Regions from separate parts of the Mus musculus genome. Here region 1 is linked to region 2. A link is a contact called in public HiChIP or PLAC-seq data. All regions are on one chromosome and are shown on one strand. Each heading gives the region's core, a stretch centred on a gene start, on an enhancer-like site or on the middle of the called end of the contact. The rest is flanking DNA. Distances are from core to core; before and after follow the strand shown.

What was found. HiChIP or PLAC-seq counts read pairs in DNA pulled down with a chosen protein or histone mark.
Region 1: a contact with region 2 is called in an H3K4me3 HiChIP or PLAC-seq map of bone marrow-derived macrophages, with 4 times the contacts expected there. The contact joins the enhancer-like site here to the promoter of Rmnd5b in region 2. A contact is called at or near these places in 2 of 39 promoter capture datasets (neutrophils and pre-B cells), 1 of 115 datasets of contacts at active chromatin or transcription factors (bone marrow-derived macrophages) and 1 of 9 other capture datasets (liver).

Annotation. Positions count from the first base shown.
Region 1 is chr11:52,026,592-52,030,857 of GRCm38.p6, reverse strand. Cdkl3 (cyclin-dependent kinase-like 3) reads right to left here. Exons shown (of 14, transcript NM_001166654.1): 8 at 3,940-4,099; 9 at 3,517-3,845; 10 at 923-1,016. Among named protein-coding and RNA genes, the nearest start is that of Cdkl3, 25 kb to the right of the region's middle. Within about 2 kb of position 1,322, at least 7 of the 459 cell types and tissues checked have an H3K27ac peak or open chromatin away from gene starts, as enhancers often do. A contact at or near this core is called in bone marrow-derived macrophages, where this site is marked.
Region 2 is chr11:51,634,076-51,638,373 of GRCm38.p6, reverse strand. It overlaps Rmnd5b (required for meiotic nuclear division 5 homolog B), which reads left to right and starts at 2,478. Exons shown (of 10, transcript NM_025346.1): 1 at 2,478-2,784.

The sequences.
Region 1 (4,266 bases), core at 73-2,572, 390 kb before region 2:
TCCTCTCTGACTCCCCAGTGTTGGGCTCACAGGCATGGACTACAGGACCCTCCTCTCTGACTCCCCAGTGTTGGGCTCACAGGCATGGACTACAGGACCCTCCTCTCTGACTCCCCAGCGTTGGGCTCACAGGCATGGACTACAGGACCCTCCTCTCTGACTCCCCAGCGTTGGGCTCACAGGCATGGACTACAGGACCCTCCTCTCTGACTCCCCAGCGTTGGGCTCACAGGCATGGCCTACAGGACCCTCCTCTCTGACTCATCAGCATTGGACTCACAGGCATGGCCTACAGGACCCTCCTCTCTGACTCCCCAGTGTTGGGCTCACAGGCATGGCCTACAGGACCCTCCTCTCTGACTCCCCAGCGTTGGGCTCACAGGCATGGCCTACAGGACCCTCCTCTCTGACTCCCCAGTGTTGGGCTCACAGGCATGGCCTACAGGACCCTCCTCTCTGACTCCTCAGCATTGGGCTCACAGGCATGGACTACAGGACCCTCCTCTCTGACTCCCCAGTGTTGGGCTCACAGGCATGGCCTACAGGACCCTCCTCTCTGACTCCCCAGTGTTGGGCTCACAGGCATGGACTACAGGACCCTCCTCTCTGACTCCCCAGTGTTGGGCTCACAGGCATGGCCTACAGGACCCTCCTCTCTGACTCCCCAGTGTTGGGCTCACAGGCATGGACTACAGGACCCTCCTCTCTGACTCCCCAGTGTTGGGCTCACAGGCATGGACTACAGGACCCTCCTCTCTGACTCCTCAGCATTGGGCTCACAGGCATGGACTGCCGTGCCCAGGTTTTCACAAGGTGTTGTGGATCCAGATTCCAAGCCTTGTGCTTGCTCGCCTAGCACTTTACACACCGAGACATTTCCCCAGCCCAAAGTTCGTATTTTAATACTAGTATCTTGTCTTACTTGTGTGGGACCTGTGTCCTCTTGTCTGCTATTAGACAAAGTCTGTCCAATAGTTTGTGAAGAAGTGCGTCTCTTTTTTGTTCTTTCAGTTAACCTATTAATTAAAAATAAATGAGAAGTGATTAGAACCTCCCAGAATTGTCCTTCTGTTAGTGTTAAGAACAAGTAAGTAAGTTATATACAGTGGGCCAGGCTATAAACACCAAGAACATTGGCACTCAAGTGGCTGGCTGAGGATATTTATTTATTTATTTAGAGACAGGGTTTCTCTGTGTAGCCCTAGCTGTCCTGAAGCTCACTTTGTAGACCAGGCTAGCCTCGATACTATTAGAACACTGAGTCTCAGAAAACACTTTTGAGTCTGAAGTTCTGAGAACTCTAGACCAGGACAAGCATTGCGTGACTAACTGCTGGTGAAGACGTCAGGAAATGACTCTTGGGGCCCATTTGTTCCCTGTACCTATTCTAAACTCGGACCATTTAACTTCTGGAGTTCTGCATTTTTAGACTTGTCTGAGACTGGCTTACAACCATGGTTTACTGGCAGTGCATCTCAGAGATCACCTCAAGAACACTTAGGTTACTGCAACCTGTGGTCCAATGTGCCTTTGGACTTACAGACAAGTCCACTGGCTGATCCAGACAGACTGCTCATCCTCACAGCCCATAGCCTAAGTCAGTCTGCCGGCCTCTGGTTGGGCCATTGGTACCTTCTAGTGTAAGTCTGCAAAAAGACCTGATGTCTACACTGTCTCTCACCAGTCCCCAACCCCAGCAACCTCACTATCAGTCTCTCAATCTGCAGCAGAGGCTCTAAACCTACAACTGGCCTGACACTGCTTTCCTACCAACAGCCTGACAACTGAAAGGCTATTTGCTATGAAGGCCTTATTCTGGACTATTCTTTCTCCATTGAGAGAATCTGCTATGAGGCAGAAATAAAGCTATCTTTGCAGTACTGAGTGCTATGGTTAGATATAGTTTGCCCTCCAATGGTCCGAATACTGGAATTTTGTTCCCAGTGTGCTGTGGTGAGAGGGGTGGAGCCTGCAAGTGGTGAGGACTCTCAAAAAGGAGGTGACTAAATCTCAAGATGGATTGATGATCTTTTCCTTAGGAGGCATTCTTGCACTTGAGGGATGCTCCATAAAAGAGGGTCTTGGGGCGGGAGAGATGGCTCAGATGGTTAAGAGCACTGACTGCTCTTCTGAAGGTCCTGAGTGCAAATCCCAGCAACCACATGGTGGCTTACAACCACCCATAATGAGAGTGTCTGAAGGCAGCTACAGTGTACTTACATATACATAATAAATAAATCTTAAAAAAAAAGAATATAATTTCTCTAGGCCGGGCGTGGTGACCCATGCCTTTAATCCCAGCACTTGGGAGGCAGAGGCAGGCGGATTTCTAAGTTCGAGGCCAGCCTGGTCTACAGAGTGAGTTCCAGGACAGCCAGGGCTACACAGAGAAACCCTGTCTCGAAAAACCAAAAAAAAAAAAAAAAAAAAAAAAAAAGAGTGTCTTTATAAAGGACCCTGGCACCTTCCCTGAAATCTTTCTCCTGTACTGGCACACACGTTATTCCTACATGTGGTCAGTTTCTTGCCTCCTCCTTTGCTATGATGTAAAACAGCCAAGGAGCCCTTGCCAGAGCAGTGGCATCACGCTGCTGGATGCTCCAGTCACTATAACCATGAGCCAGACAACGCTATGAAGCAGCCTATGTCCATACAGTATCAGTTATTGGCATAGCAATACTAAGTAGACTAACACACCAAGGCACATGGATGCCAAAAACTTAAGTGAAACCATCCCTTTTCTCTTCAAATAGAAGATATTTTTCTTTAAAAAAGATATTCCAGGCTCAGCCATTGAGAGTACTGTCCATGCACAGGACCTGGGTTCAGTTCCTAGCACCCATATTGGGTGGCTCACGATAGCCTGTAAGTGCAGCTCCAGGGGATGCCCCATGGCCTTCATAGACACTGAATGAATGTGGTGGTGCTCATACGAATACTTAGGGACACATACAGACATTTTTTTTTTTTTTTTGGTTTTTCGAGACAGGGTTTCTCTGTATAGCCCTGGCTGTCCTGGAACTCACTTTGTAGGCCAGGCTGGCCTCAAACTCAGAAATCCGCCTGCCTCTGCCTCCTGAGTACTGGGATTAAAGGCGTGCGCCACCATGCCCGGCAAAATAATTATTTTTAAGTCTATCCCAAAGATATCAGTGAGCAATTAAATATCTAAGTTGGTCATGATGGCATACATCTGCAATCCCATCTCTGAGGAGGCTGAGGCTGGGAGACCACTATCTGAGGCCAGTTTGGGTTACAAAGCAAGTTCTAGGATAGTCTGGACTCTGTGGCAATTTGTCTCAAAAAAAAAAAGTTTAATACCTATATAAATAAGAAAAAAACTTCTCATTTAACAACATTCCCAAGAACTCCTCAGTGAATGCCCTGCTACTACACGATTGCTACCCGAGAAGACCCTTTTCAGAGTTGGCCTACACTGTCACTGTCCAAGTGGCCTGCAATGCACCAGACAGGAGGACAGTTGACTTAATCAAGTCTCCTCTCACTCTAGCTCACCGTGAATTGGGGTGGGAAAGGTTTGAACTGAGATTTGCGGCCAACAAATTACTGCTTGTCAGGTTGATAGGTGGCATTATCATACAACCCCCAGCGTGTGGGTCTTCTTTGACACCGTCAGAATTCTCACTGGGATTGAGAGGGTTTGTCAGTTCCAAGACAGAAGGCTTCTTGTCCAGTGATGAGGGCTGTGTGTCATCAGCTGTGCCCTGCTGGCGGTGGTCGCCTTCATACTCTGGCTTCTTCTGGTCTGGGACATCTCCTTTGCCCCCTTTGGCCTTAATGACTCTGACTTTGAGCTCCTTGGCCCTTTTGTCTCTGTCCACTTCCTAGAAGAGGAGAGATGTAGAGAATCTGCTGTCATTAGCGTCCTAAGCCTGTGCAGCTACACAGGCTGAAACGAAAGGGCAAGGAGGAGCTCACCTTGCCATAAAGTGATGGATTTCCATAGAGCAGGGTGTTGGTAAAAACTGATTTCTTCTCATCTCTCACAGGTTCATTTTCTTTAAAATTCTCTTTTGGCTTTATAAATGAATTAACCTTTGCTTCCTGTAATAATTTAGCTCTCAGCTCTGGTATGAATCTGATGAATCAAGCAATATTAAGCAATCATCTTTTCTATATGGTTTATTTTAATAGAAGCATTCAATCAAGCATTAAGATGCTGTATAATAGTAACTGGTGCCAAGAGAAGGCACTGTTTTTATTTGTTTGTTTGTTTGTGACAGGATCTCATTGTGTGGCCTAAGT
Region 2 (4,298 bases), core at 1,229-3,728:
TCAAAAGCCTAAATGTAAGCCGCTCCAGGTTCTGGTAGAAGCCGGCTTTGTTCACACCCTGCTTGATGGTGAGGCAGGGTGGGAGAGGAAGTGGGAAAGCCTGGGGCTTTCTAGAAAGCTTGTGAGGTCCTGCCGGCTGGGGTTCGGGTTCTTCAGCTCTGGCTTTTCGCCCTAAGCAGAGCTCATTCAACTCCTCGCCCCCGCGACTTCCGCGTAGGGCTGGGACCACCCAAGCTCTGAGACACCGCCAGGCATCTCCAGGATGCTGGGGTCACGATGCCCCTGCGGGCTAACTTCCCTCTTTGCACCGCCCTCTTCCCTGCTGTGTTTCAGCAGGTTGTGAGCCACAGCTTCCTCTTTTATTAAGCAGAGAATGTTGGTCAGCTCCCAGCATCTCTGTGGCTCACTATGTTCCAGTAGCGATGAAGACAAAGTCCTGAGCCCAATGGAGCTTTTATTCTAAAAGTTGGGGAGGCGGAGATAGGGGCAAGAAAGCAAAATCAACACATAAACACATGATTTCAAGCCAAGGCTGTAAAGAAAACAAAGCTAGATTGTGCAAGGTGGAGGAGGCGGAAAGAGGAGCATGTAATGGCTGTAGGAAAACCTGCAGTAAAAAAGAAGCTGGGGGCTGGAGAGGTGGCTCAGCGGTTAAGAGCACCAACTGTTCTTCCAGAGGTCCTGAGTTCAATTTCCAGCAACCACATGGTGGCTCACAACCATCTGTAATGGGATCTGATGCCCTCTTCTGGTGTGTCTGAAGACATCAACAGTGTACTCATAAAAACAAAAAACAAACAAACAAACAAACAAACAAAAAACCCTGCCTAGCTGGCGTGGTGGCGCACGCCTTTAATCCCAGCACTTGGGAGGCAGAGGCAGGCAGATTTCTGAATTCGAGGCCAGCCTGGTCTACAGAGTGAGTTGCAGGACAGCCAGGGCTACACAGAGAAATCCTGTCTTGAAAAGCCAGAAAAAGAAAGGAAAAAAACGGGGGCGGGGAGAGGGGAGTGCATGAGTTGCTGGAGGACCCCAGGTGATGGTGCACACACCTGTAATCTCAGTACACAGAAGGTAGAAAGAGGTCCTTCGTGATGTAAGGAGTTCAAGGCCAGTCCTGGGTAGGTATCAAAGACCCTTTCTCAAAAGATTCTCTCTCTTTCTTTCTCTCTTTCTTTCTCTCTTTCTTTCTCTTTCTTTCTTTCTTTCTTTCTTTCTTTCTTTCTTTCTTTCTTTCTTTCTTTCGACAGGGTTTCTCTGTGCAGTCCTGGCTGTCCTGGAATTCACTCTGTAGACCAGGCTGGCCTCGAACTAAAAAATCCGCCTGTCTCTGCCTCCCAAGTGCTAGGATTACAGGCATGTGCCACCACTGCCCGGTTCTTTCTTCTTTTCTTTTCTTTTTTTTTTTTTTTTTCCTGGTCTCAAACTCAGATCTGCCTGCCTTTGCCTCCGCAGTGCTGGAATTAAAAGTGTGTGCCATTACACCCGGCTCCTTCATTCTTTTTAGTTAGGGCATGTATACAACCCCTATTTCATTTTGCCCCTAAAGAGGGGCTATTTACAGAGAGCAGCTGGGCTGGGGGCTATGGATGCATAGGGTTAGGTGAGCCCGTAAGAACAAAAACCGAACTCTTAAAAATTGTGTGTGTGTGATGTGAACGTGGGTGTGCTTGCCTGTACAAGTGTGTGAGGGCCAGAGAAGGATTTGGGGAGTCTCGCTCCAACACTCTCCACTTTATTCTCTTGATCCTAGAGCTCTGCTTTTTAGCTACATTAGCTGGCAGGCAAACACAAGAATCCTTAAGTCTCTGCTAACCCCACTCCTGCAATTACAGGCCCGCGCCAGTAGGTGCGAGCCAGCTTTCTAACAGTACCTGGGATCTCAACTCAGCCCCTCACACTTGTTTTGCAAGCACTTTCCCTGTTACCTCAGACTCTTCCTTTAACATTATTTGCTAGTTCAAAATGCATCGCAGGAAATACTTAATCACTGGACCACATACATGTAATGGTCTCTTAAAATGTTCATTTTTCGGGTGCTGGGGGTGGACCAAGGGACCTGCGTGTACTTTAACCCTCCCCCTGTCCTCCCCCTCTCTCTGTCGTAGCTCAGGCTGGCCTAACTCACTTTGTATCCCTGGATCTCTGATCTTCTTATAATTATAAGATTATAGGCGGGTACCACAATACCCAGCTTTGTTTATTTTCTGAGCCAGAGTGTCGCTTTGTAGTCTAGACTGGCCTGGAACTCCCGGCGCTCGTCCTGCCTCCGTGTCCCCTATCCCAGCCTGGACATTTAAGACCTAGTTTACTGTGGTTGGGGGCCCGGATTAGGCAGGTGCGCCAGCTAATACTTCCGGTAGAAACTCGTGACAACCCGTCGGTGGTTCTGACGCGCGGAAACCCAGGTTTGCTCCGGATCGCAGAGGCCAGGCGTCCCGGCACTGCGCAGGCGCTAACTGTTGCCTGGCTCCGGCGAACGATTCATTCGGCATTCCTTGCAAAGCCGCGGGCGAGACACACTGTCTCCCCACGCTCCGCGACACCACGCATGGGCGAGCCCGGACCCACCCGAGAGGCAACCGCCGCGCCTTCCGGTTCCGATGACAGCGGCGCCGGAAGCGGGCTGAGCTGCAAGACTAGGTGACAGCCTGCCGGCTCCCGGTCCCGGGGTGCGGGGCGCCCCGACCAAAGCCTGGAGCAGTCGTCGGCCACACCCTCCAAGGGCTGGTGGAGTCGCCCGGACTCCGACGTCCCGTCCTAGTGCACCTGACTGAGTCAGAGGTAAGCAGCCAGTGGGTGGCGGGGTTCCGGCAGGGCACTGCAGGAGGGTCTCTGGGAGGATAAGTAGGAGTTTGTCAGTCTTTGCACTACTATGCGGGTCAAGTCGGGGTCGTGGCATGCCCCTAGGGTAAATGGTGGGCTTTCCTGTCCTTTCAGTTTTAGGTGAAGAAGTGACAATGTGAAACTTTCTAGTATTTGTAGGGATATGATTTGTTTGAGTGTAAAATACAGGGCATTCGATACTGTGGTTTGAAAAGATGACACGTGTGTGGAGACCTAGATAAGGAGCCAGCCATGGGAAGATGTGAGAGAGTGTTCCGAGAAGAGGATAGAGGCAGAAATAAACTGGATGTACCCTGGAACAGAAAGGCTGGTGGTGGTAGAGTGTGGCAAGTGATGGGGAGAGTCATTGGAGTGAGCATCACCAGGGAGTTTGTTTGGATAGAACTTTTGTTTTTCTTTTGTTTGTTTGTTTGTTGTCTTTGAGACAGGGTCTCTTATAGCCTAGGCTGCCCTGGAGCTTTCTAAGTAGACCAGGCTGGCCTTGAACTCACAAAGATGCATCTGCTTCTGCCTCCCATGTGTTGGGGGGTGGGGTGGGTTAAAGTCCTGCACCACCATACCCAACCTCAGATTTATTTATTTTCTTTTATAATGATGACGATGATGACAACGACGATGACGACAGCATTTCTCTACATAGCCTTGGCTGTCTTGGAATTCACTGTGTAGACCAGGCCAGTCTGAAGTCAGACAGATCTGCCTGCCTCTGCATCCTTAGTTCTGGGATTAAAGGTGTGAGTCACCACACCCAACAGATATTTTTTTTAAACTTCTTATTTCTAGGTGTATGGGGACCTTTTGCCTTCATGTGTGTCTGTGCACCACGAGATGCAGTGGATGAAGAGGGCTTCAGGGTCTCTAGAACTGGACTTACAGGAAGTTGTGACTGCCATGTGGGTGCTGAGAACAGAATCTGGGCTATTTGCAAGAGCAGCAAGTCCTCCTTAAACACCGAGCCATCTCTCCAGCCCCTCTAGTGTGAAGTTTTAACATTTCCTTCATATCTCTTTCTATCCACTGGAAGCTTTTGATTCAGGCCTTCTTAGCCAAAGGCTAGGAAATGGAGGTATTGTTTAATCAGTTAGGCCTACTCAGCCCCGTGATGGGCTAGGTCCTGCAGGGAGGGAGGGGACAAGACCAGTCTCCAGGCTTTGTTTAGCTGCTAGTCCAGTTGAGACACATCTGAAGAAGCAGTCAGGAGGATGTGGAAGTGTGTGGAACCGACACATCAGATTTGTGATGCAGAAAAGAAGGGTGCACAAGGAAGATAGAGCCGTGAGAAGAGGCCTGAGCTGGAGCCCAGGAAGCCATATAAAATGGTGGATGTGACCAGGGACGTAGCACATGCCTTTAGTTCAGCAGGTGGAGCTTTGTAAATTCAAGGTCAGCCTGGATTTCAGAGAGAGAGGTGATTGGTGACCTTTTGGGAGCCTGGGTTTAACTTGAGTTGG